Linked DNA regions of Canis lupus: region 1 is linked to region 2. The links are chromatin contacts, called in public Hi-C maps. All regions are on one chromosome and are shown on one strand. The core of a region is the stretch at or near the end of the contact, and the rest is flanking DNA. Distances in the headings are between cores, read along the strand shown. Region 1 overlaps LITAF (lipopolysaccharide-induced tumor necrosis factor-alpha factor). Region 2 overlaps LOC119872198 (a long non-coding RNA gene).

Region 1 (3,765 bases), core at 609-3,108, 59 kb after region 2:
TTTCTCCTCAGGGGCAAAGGGGGGTGGTGGTGGTGGTGGAGGCAGCTATAATGAAAACAAGACGGAGAAATCCTGTTCTATATACCTGGGTTGGATGAACGAGCAACTGTCAGTCTCGGTCCCGAAAGCCCAGGAATAAATATCCCGTCTCTCCCTCGCTGCCCATTTAAGAGCGAGGCTCCCTCGTGGAGGAAATGGTGGAGACTTGGAGCAAAGGGAATTTTCAGCTAGGGACCCTGGGATTCCAAGGGGCGCATTTACAGGTGAGAAGGTGGGGGCCAGGATCGTGAGATTTCCAGGTCCGCATCCCGTCTCGCCTTTAGGAATGCATCTTCGTGCATCACCTGTGCCTCCTTTCTCTTTCCTGTGCCCTGCGGTCACCCTGGGCTGCGTGACCTGGGGGCCCAGCTCCCTAAGTCTTGAGAATTTCAGGAAGGTAGCAGCAGAGCCATGGGCTGAGCCCTGTCTCCGGGTCGCCTGGTGCTGCAAAGGCTACAAGCCCAGGGAGGCAGCCCTGGTCATATTTTCCGGTTCAAACAATGGGTTTGGAATGCCTGCCTGCGGATTTGGAAGCACTTGGAAGTGGCTAATGGCAGAGCCATTCAGAGATGGGCATCGCGCAGCTCCCCAACCCTGAGCGTTTCCTTGATCTCTGGGGGGACTGGGGGGGTGGGGGTGGGGAGAACTTGGGTGGAAGATCGCCTTCCATGTGTCCTTTCCAGCAGGCAGTAGAGAAAAGCCACTCAGGGGCCTAATAACCCAAGTGGGGAGGGAGGAAGGAGAGCCCCTCGTTTGCTCCTTTATCCACCCCCCCCAGGCTCCCAGTAACCATGACAACCTGGCACCGCAGACACTGCCCCAACCTCCCAGGGCCACTGTCGCCAAAAGCATTCTCAAGGCTGTGCTTTTATGTGGCGGAGCTGTGGCCCCGCTCTTGGCTCTTGTGTGGAACCCAGAGATGCTTTGGTGTTTGTCCCACAGGGTATTAGATGGAACTGTGCTCGCGCCGCAGCACTTAGGTGGCCTGATCTGGAGGGTTCTGTGCTGACTGGGGAGCGTGTGCATGTGTGTGCGCGCGTGTAGTCTATTTCTGTGTCTTGCACCACGGTGTGCGTGTCTGTGCGTGTGGGTGTTGCGGTGAGAGACTTGCCGGGAGAGCGCTGGGGGGTGAGGACCAGGAGGTGGAGGCAGGTTGATCTTGATCGGATCCTTTACCACTGACGGGGTGGGCCTCCTGCCCCCTGGGGAAACCAAATTAAAAAGAAATGGGGGAGCTTTGGGAGAAAAAGAAAGAGAAATAGGCCCGAGCGATGTGGCATTTCCTGGCCTGGGGCCTGGGGCAGGGAGGCTTTGGAATTTCTATAGAAAGCCTTCAGACCAGCTGGTTATGGGTTTTGTTTTGCTTTTATTCCCCCAGCCCTGTTGCTCTTGTATCCTTTTCAGAGTTCTAAGCGTGTTGACGTGGCTGTTGGATACAACAGCAATGCTCCCAAGAGGCAGCGTCCTGAAGCTCGGAAACTAGGCCGCGGCCTGGAGACCAGTGATGCCTGCACGATAACCCGGCCAACCCGGCCAGCCTGGGTTTCCAGAAGCGAAGGGCCCTTCCTTCCTTGAGAGGAGAGGAGGTCCCCACCCCCAAACCCTCCCCGTTGGCTCTTGACAACACAGCTTCTGGCTGCCTTTGGTCACTTTGGGAGGAGGGAGCAAAGGTTTTGAAGTGGAGGCATGAGTTGAGTCATGGTTTCCCAAGCGGTTTAACCCAAACTTTTTTCTGCACAATTCAGGGTGCCCCAGGACCTCATTCTCCCCCTCCCGGAGCACTCCCCTTGCAAGCCGCCCTTGCAAACCGCGGCACACCGAGCTATTTTAGGCCTTCTGTCCGACCGGTGTTCTCGGCTCTTGCGGTTTTCTGTTGTGAGTCAGTTTTTTGTAATAAATTGTGTAGGCAGCCGGGGGTCTGTCTGCCTTTCCTGAGACAGGAAGGGACAGCGAGTCCTTGACGTTTGGTGAGGTCGCAAATTCCTCTAGAGCACCCAGGCGGCCTGCTGGGCCCCAGCCAGAGTCTGCACACGCAGGCCGGGCCCAGAAGCAGCTGCCCAGAAGCAGCTGCGGGGAGGTGGGTGGTGGTGGTGATGAGTGGGTGGGGGGGAGGGAGAGGAGGGGGAGGAGGAGGAGGGAGAGGTGGGGGAGGAGGAGGCGGAGGAGGAGGAAATGGTTCCTGGAGCTCAAGGGGAAGGAACATCATCCAGCTTGGGGGGTGAACCTGGTAACGAAGTGTCCCGGGCTGCTGTTTGTGCTCGTCTCCTTTCCTCCTTCTGCTTTTCTGTTCCCATGTGTCAGAGGAAACTGACAACATACCATAACCGCTTCTCACAATCATTTTTTTTTTTAAGATTTTATTTATTTATTCATGAGAGACTCATCAGAGAGAGCAAGCGAGCCACAGGCTGAGGGAGAAGCAGGCTCCCCATGGGGATCCCCATGCTGGACTCTATCATCCCGGGACCTGGGATGAGGCCCGGAGCCAAAGGCAGATGCTCAACCGCTGAGCCACCCACGTGCCCCTTCACAATCATTCTTTTTTTTTAAACCCCGGACCCGTTTGCACAAAGATGCCCTGCAATCTCATTAGCTGCCCTTCTGCCTTCCTGATTAACGGTCTCTTCTGGACTTGAACGTAGCCGCCACCCGCCATCCCCTCCACCCACGCATAGGGGCCTTCTAAGGTTTGCTTCGCGCTTCTCTTACAGACTTGCTCCATCTACACTTTCTTGGGTCAGACCTTTCCTCTTCTCTATCACCTTGCATGGCTCCCCTTGTTCCACAGTGCTGCTGACCTGTAGAAGCAGAAACTGTGAGCCACAGAGGCAGTTTAACAATTTTTTAGTAGCCACATTTTTTTATTTATTTATTTATTTATTTATTTATTTATTTATTTATTTTAAAGATTTTATTTATTTATTCATGAGAGACACAGAAAGAGCGAGAGGCAGAGACACAGGCAGAGGGAGAAGAAGGCTCCATGCAGGGAGCCTGACGTGGGACTCCATCCCGGGTCTCCAGGATCACACCCTGAGCTGAAGGCAGGGTCTCAACCGCTGAGCCACCCAGGCGTCCCAGTAGCCACATTTTAAAAAGTGCATAGACACACAGTTTACTTAACCCCACCTATCTGGAATATCATCGTTTCCACTTACAGTCAGTATAAAAAATTATGAATGAAGTACTTCACGTGAATGTCTTACAGTTTTTCAAAATCCAGGGTGTGTTTTGTGTTGACATCAGATCCCAAATTGGATGCTAATATTTTGTCAGAGACGCCTGATATAGATTCAGAGCTCATTAAATTTGCTCTTGGAAAAGTAGATTCACATAGCCAAGGTGCCCTTTGGAGATGTGGGAAAACTTAGGTAAGTTTCTGTCAATTTATGTAAGTTTTCTAACAGTTTGCATGCAGTATTAGACGTGTGCGCGTGCAGTCATATTGGACAGCCCAAATGGAGAAGGTTTCCATCCTTCCAGAAGGTTCCATCTGGCAGGCTTATTCGATAAAGCCTAAACACCTCCATAGGGCTTTCAAATTTTCTACAACCCGGCCCCAACCTGTCTAGCTTTATTTATTGACTTTGTTTTACATGTGTCCACTTTCCCATGCTTCTCCTTCCCCTTTGAGGTGGAACCTCTCTTTCCACCTGGAGATCTCATTCTCCTTTGTTGGTCTCCGCTTAAAGGCAGAGCTTCCTCCAAGGAGTCTCTCCTTCTTCC
Region 2 (3,373 bases), core at 188-2,687:
AGACCAGCCAGACGAGGAACGAGGCAGCTGGGTGCAGAGGGGACGTGCGGGCTCCGGACACGCGGGGCGTGCACCCCCCTGTGGCAGCCCCCAGCTGTGGGCTCTGTGCCCGTGGTCACCGGTACCCAGCCTCAGATCCCACAGCCTCAGATCCCTCAGATCCCAGAGGGGAGGTGCGGCCCCCGGAAAGGCAGCCCAAATCTTGCAAGTTTGTTGTAAAAACACTCTAAAGGCGGCGATGTGGGCAGCCCGGGTGGCTCAGCGGTTTAGCGCCGCCTTCAGCCCAGGGTGTGATCCTGGAGACCCGGGATCGAGTCCCATGTCGGGCTCCCTGCATGGAGCCTGCTTCTCCCTCTGCCTGTGTCTCTGCCTCTCTCTCTCTGTGTCTCTCGTGGATAAAAAAATAAAATCTTAAAAAAAAAATAAAATAAAGGCAGCGATGTGTTCTAAGCCCGGAGCACGAGGCCAGGCGGTTCAGGTCAGTCTGCAGCTCCAGGCCCCCCAGGATTTTGGGCGGCTGGGCGACCCAGGGCAACGCCCTCAACCTCTCGGAGCCGTGTCTACATCTGTGCGGTGGCCGTAACCATCCTGCCCATTTCGCGGGCTGCGGGCCACGGATTAAGTGGCGCCCAGGGCTGCGTAGGCGCCTCCTGCACCCAGCTGTTCTTGGAATCGTGACTCAGTCCTGCCCCCCCAGCCCCCGGGACGGGACGTGGGTCCAGACCGCCCACCACAAACCAGTCCTGTCCTGTCTGCAGGTGGCTTGCCTGCTTCCTGCCTCCCCAGCAGGGTATAGGGTATAGCTGAGCTGAGGGGGGGCGGGGGGGCGATTGCCTGGTTTAGGAATGCACCCGCCCCTGACTCAGCAGCTAGGATGCAACTTCCTGTCCTGCTGGGGCTGGAGGCAAATCAAAGAGGAAGCCTTCTATTTTCTCTTTTTTTTTCTTCTTCAAGATTTTTATTTATTCATGAGAAACACAGAGTGAGAGGCAGAGACACAGGCAGAGGGAGGAGCAGGCTCCCTGCGGGGAGCCCGATGTGGGACTCGATCCCAGGACCCCGGGATCATGCCCTGAGCTGAAGGCAGATGCTCTGCCACTGAGCCACCCAGATGTCCCAAAGAGGAAGCCTTCTAGAGCCGCATCTGCATTGCATGTGTCCCTCTGTCCTTACGAAATATTTCCTAAGAATAACTTCAGTCATGTAGGTCACTGTGGCTCTGTCACCCACGATGTGTGTGACCTGTGAAGTCACCTCCAACCAGCTTCGGTTTCCCAGACCGCAACACAGCATGGGGACTGAGAGCCCATCTGTCCATTTGTCCATTCACCGGTTTGCGCACGCATGTGGTCGTTCCAGTGTTTGTTGAGCGCCTGCCGGCTGTAGCTGCCGGGTGCTGGGCTCGGCTGGAGGATCCAGCTGTGAGCACCTGGAGGAGGGCCACGTGCTGGGGGGTCCATGAGGAGCTGCCTGCAGGCTGAAACCTGAAGCATGGGAAGGAGCCGGCTGGACTGGGTGCTGGCGAAAGAACATTCCGGGCTGCAGAGCAGCATGTGCAAAGACCCTGAGGCAGGATGGGGTCTGTGTTGTCAGAGCTCGCCGGAGGGTGAGGGAGCTCGGTGGGCAGGAGGAGGGAGTGGGGAGACCAGCTGTGGCCCCTGAGACCCTTGGGGAGCTGTGCTCCATCCTCGGGCTCCTGAGGAAGCCATCGAGGACCCCAGGCTCAGGAGGGCCTTGACTGGATCCCTCAGATATTTGCTTGGGGGCCTCTGGTGTCCCATCCACTGCGCTAGGCACCGGATATAGATGATAACTAAGGTAGTTAGCGCTGAACGCATACTCTGTGCCAAGGACCACAGCGAGGCCTAGGTAGGCCTATCATCACCCCCCTTCTAAAGGTGGGGAAACTGAGGCACAGTGCCATCAAGAGGCTTGCCTCACCTTCCTCAGTAGTGAGGGGAGGGGTTGGAAAGAGGATCTGAGTGTTGTCATGGGACTGGGGGTGACTCCTGGGTGTCTGGCTGGATGACTGGATGGTGGCAATGCCCGGAGGACTCCGGGCACACCGGGAGGAGCATCTCTCCTGGTAGAGGAGCTGGTGAGTGGCGCAGTGCTCCTCCTGAGTTTGCTTACTGGGGTGGAGCTGGGTCTGTTTGCTACACTCGGGTGTCTGGCCCTCCTTCCTAGAGGCAGCAGGGAGTGGTTGCCAAAAATACAGGCCCGGAGCTGCGTGACTTGGGGCCAGTCACAGAACCTCTCTGTGCTTCCATTCACTGATTAGTAAAATAGGGGAAGGGGGGTGATAGCGCCTCCCTCGAGGGTCTGGAGGGATGACACGCGATGATGTCTGGTGCCAGCTCCTGGAACATGCTCAAAATGTGTTAATAAGGAAGAAAAAGGCTCAGGGCTGAACAGGTGGGCAGCAAAGGGTCCCGTTCCAGGAAATGCCTTCCATTGACTTGCTGACAAATGCCGACTAGCCCAGCCCAGGGCCTACTTCCCAAGAGCTCAGGGATCCTCACTGCCCAGGCTCCCTTTAGGGTAAATATCGGGGTGTGGGGACCTGACTTAGCTGCATACCAGGCTCTGTCAGGGGCCTAGACTCAGCTTCCTTAATCTGAAGCAGGGACCAGAAGTGCCTCTACCACGGCCCACTCAGGAGGGTCAGGCGACTGTCACACAGTGCCTCGTGTTTGCATGGTGACCATCTTCATGTGGCACCGGAAACCCCAGTCAGAAATGGTAAGAAGGCCCCTGGCCCTCAAAGGGAAAGAGGGCAGAGAACCCAACCAAGATGTCCCCACCTCCCGGGGACCCCTCTGGCGACCTGGCAAAACCCACGGGCCCCATATAAAGATTTTACTTTATTTCCAAATATCTTAGGCTCTAGTTTGACAGTGTATCTCCCAGAGGTACTGACCACGAGAAAAATGAAAACCAAACCAAACCAAACCCCATGTACCTCACAGGTAAGCAGGGGGCAGCGATGATGACCTTCCCGAAACACCCACATCGGGCTGGCCTCTGACAGAATGATTCTACGAGCGCAGGAAAAATACATGTATCTTGGTAAACTCAGAATTTTCACAGGCGGCACTTCCTGCAGGCCAGCCTTACCCGGTAGAAATATAATTAATGCAGGCCACATGCGTCGTTTTCATTTTCTTGTATCTGCGTTTATGAAAGTGAAAAGGAAGCAGAGGAAATTAATTTTTAGGGGTCCCTGGGTGGCTCAATTGGTTAAGCATCTGCCTTCGGCTCAGGTTGTGATCACCGGGGGCCTGGGATCGAGTCCCACATCAGGCTCCCTGTTTGGTGAGGAGTCTCTTCTCCCTCTCCCTCTGCCCTTCCCTCATTCATGCTTGTTCTCTCT

The links. A called contact is a pair of places that touch in the nucleus more often than the background predicts.
Region 1: a Hi-C map of blood shows a contact between it and region 2, with 2.4 times the contacts expected there. The contact joins two enhancer-like sites. A contact is called at or near these places in 4 of 9 Hi-C or Micro-C datasets (amygdala and blood).

Annotation. Positions count from the first base shown.
Region 1 is chr6:31,535,788-31,539,552 of UU_Cfam_GSD_1.0, forward strand. The region is part of intron 1 of LITAF (lipopolysaccharide-induced tumor necrosis factor-alpha factor); the gene reads left to right. Among named protein-coding and RNA genes, the nearest start is that of LITAF, 18 kb to the left of the region's middle. Within about 2 kb of position 1,859, at least 10 of the 20 cell types and tissues checked have an H3K27ac peak or open chromatin away from gene starts, as enhancers often do. A contact at or near this core is called in blood, where this site is marked.
Region 2 is chr6:31,477,279-31,480,651 of UU_Cfam_GSD_1.0, forward strand. The region is part of intron 1 of LOC119872198 (a long non-coding RNA gene); the gene reads left to right. Among named protein-coding and RNA genes, the nearest start is that of SNN, 40 kb to the left of the region's middle. Within about 2 kb of position 1,438, at least 4 of the 20 cell types and tissues checked have an H3K27ac peak or open chromatin away from gene starts, as enhancers often do. A contact at or near this core is called in blood, where this site is marked.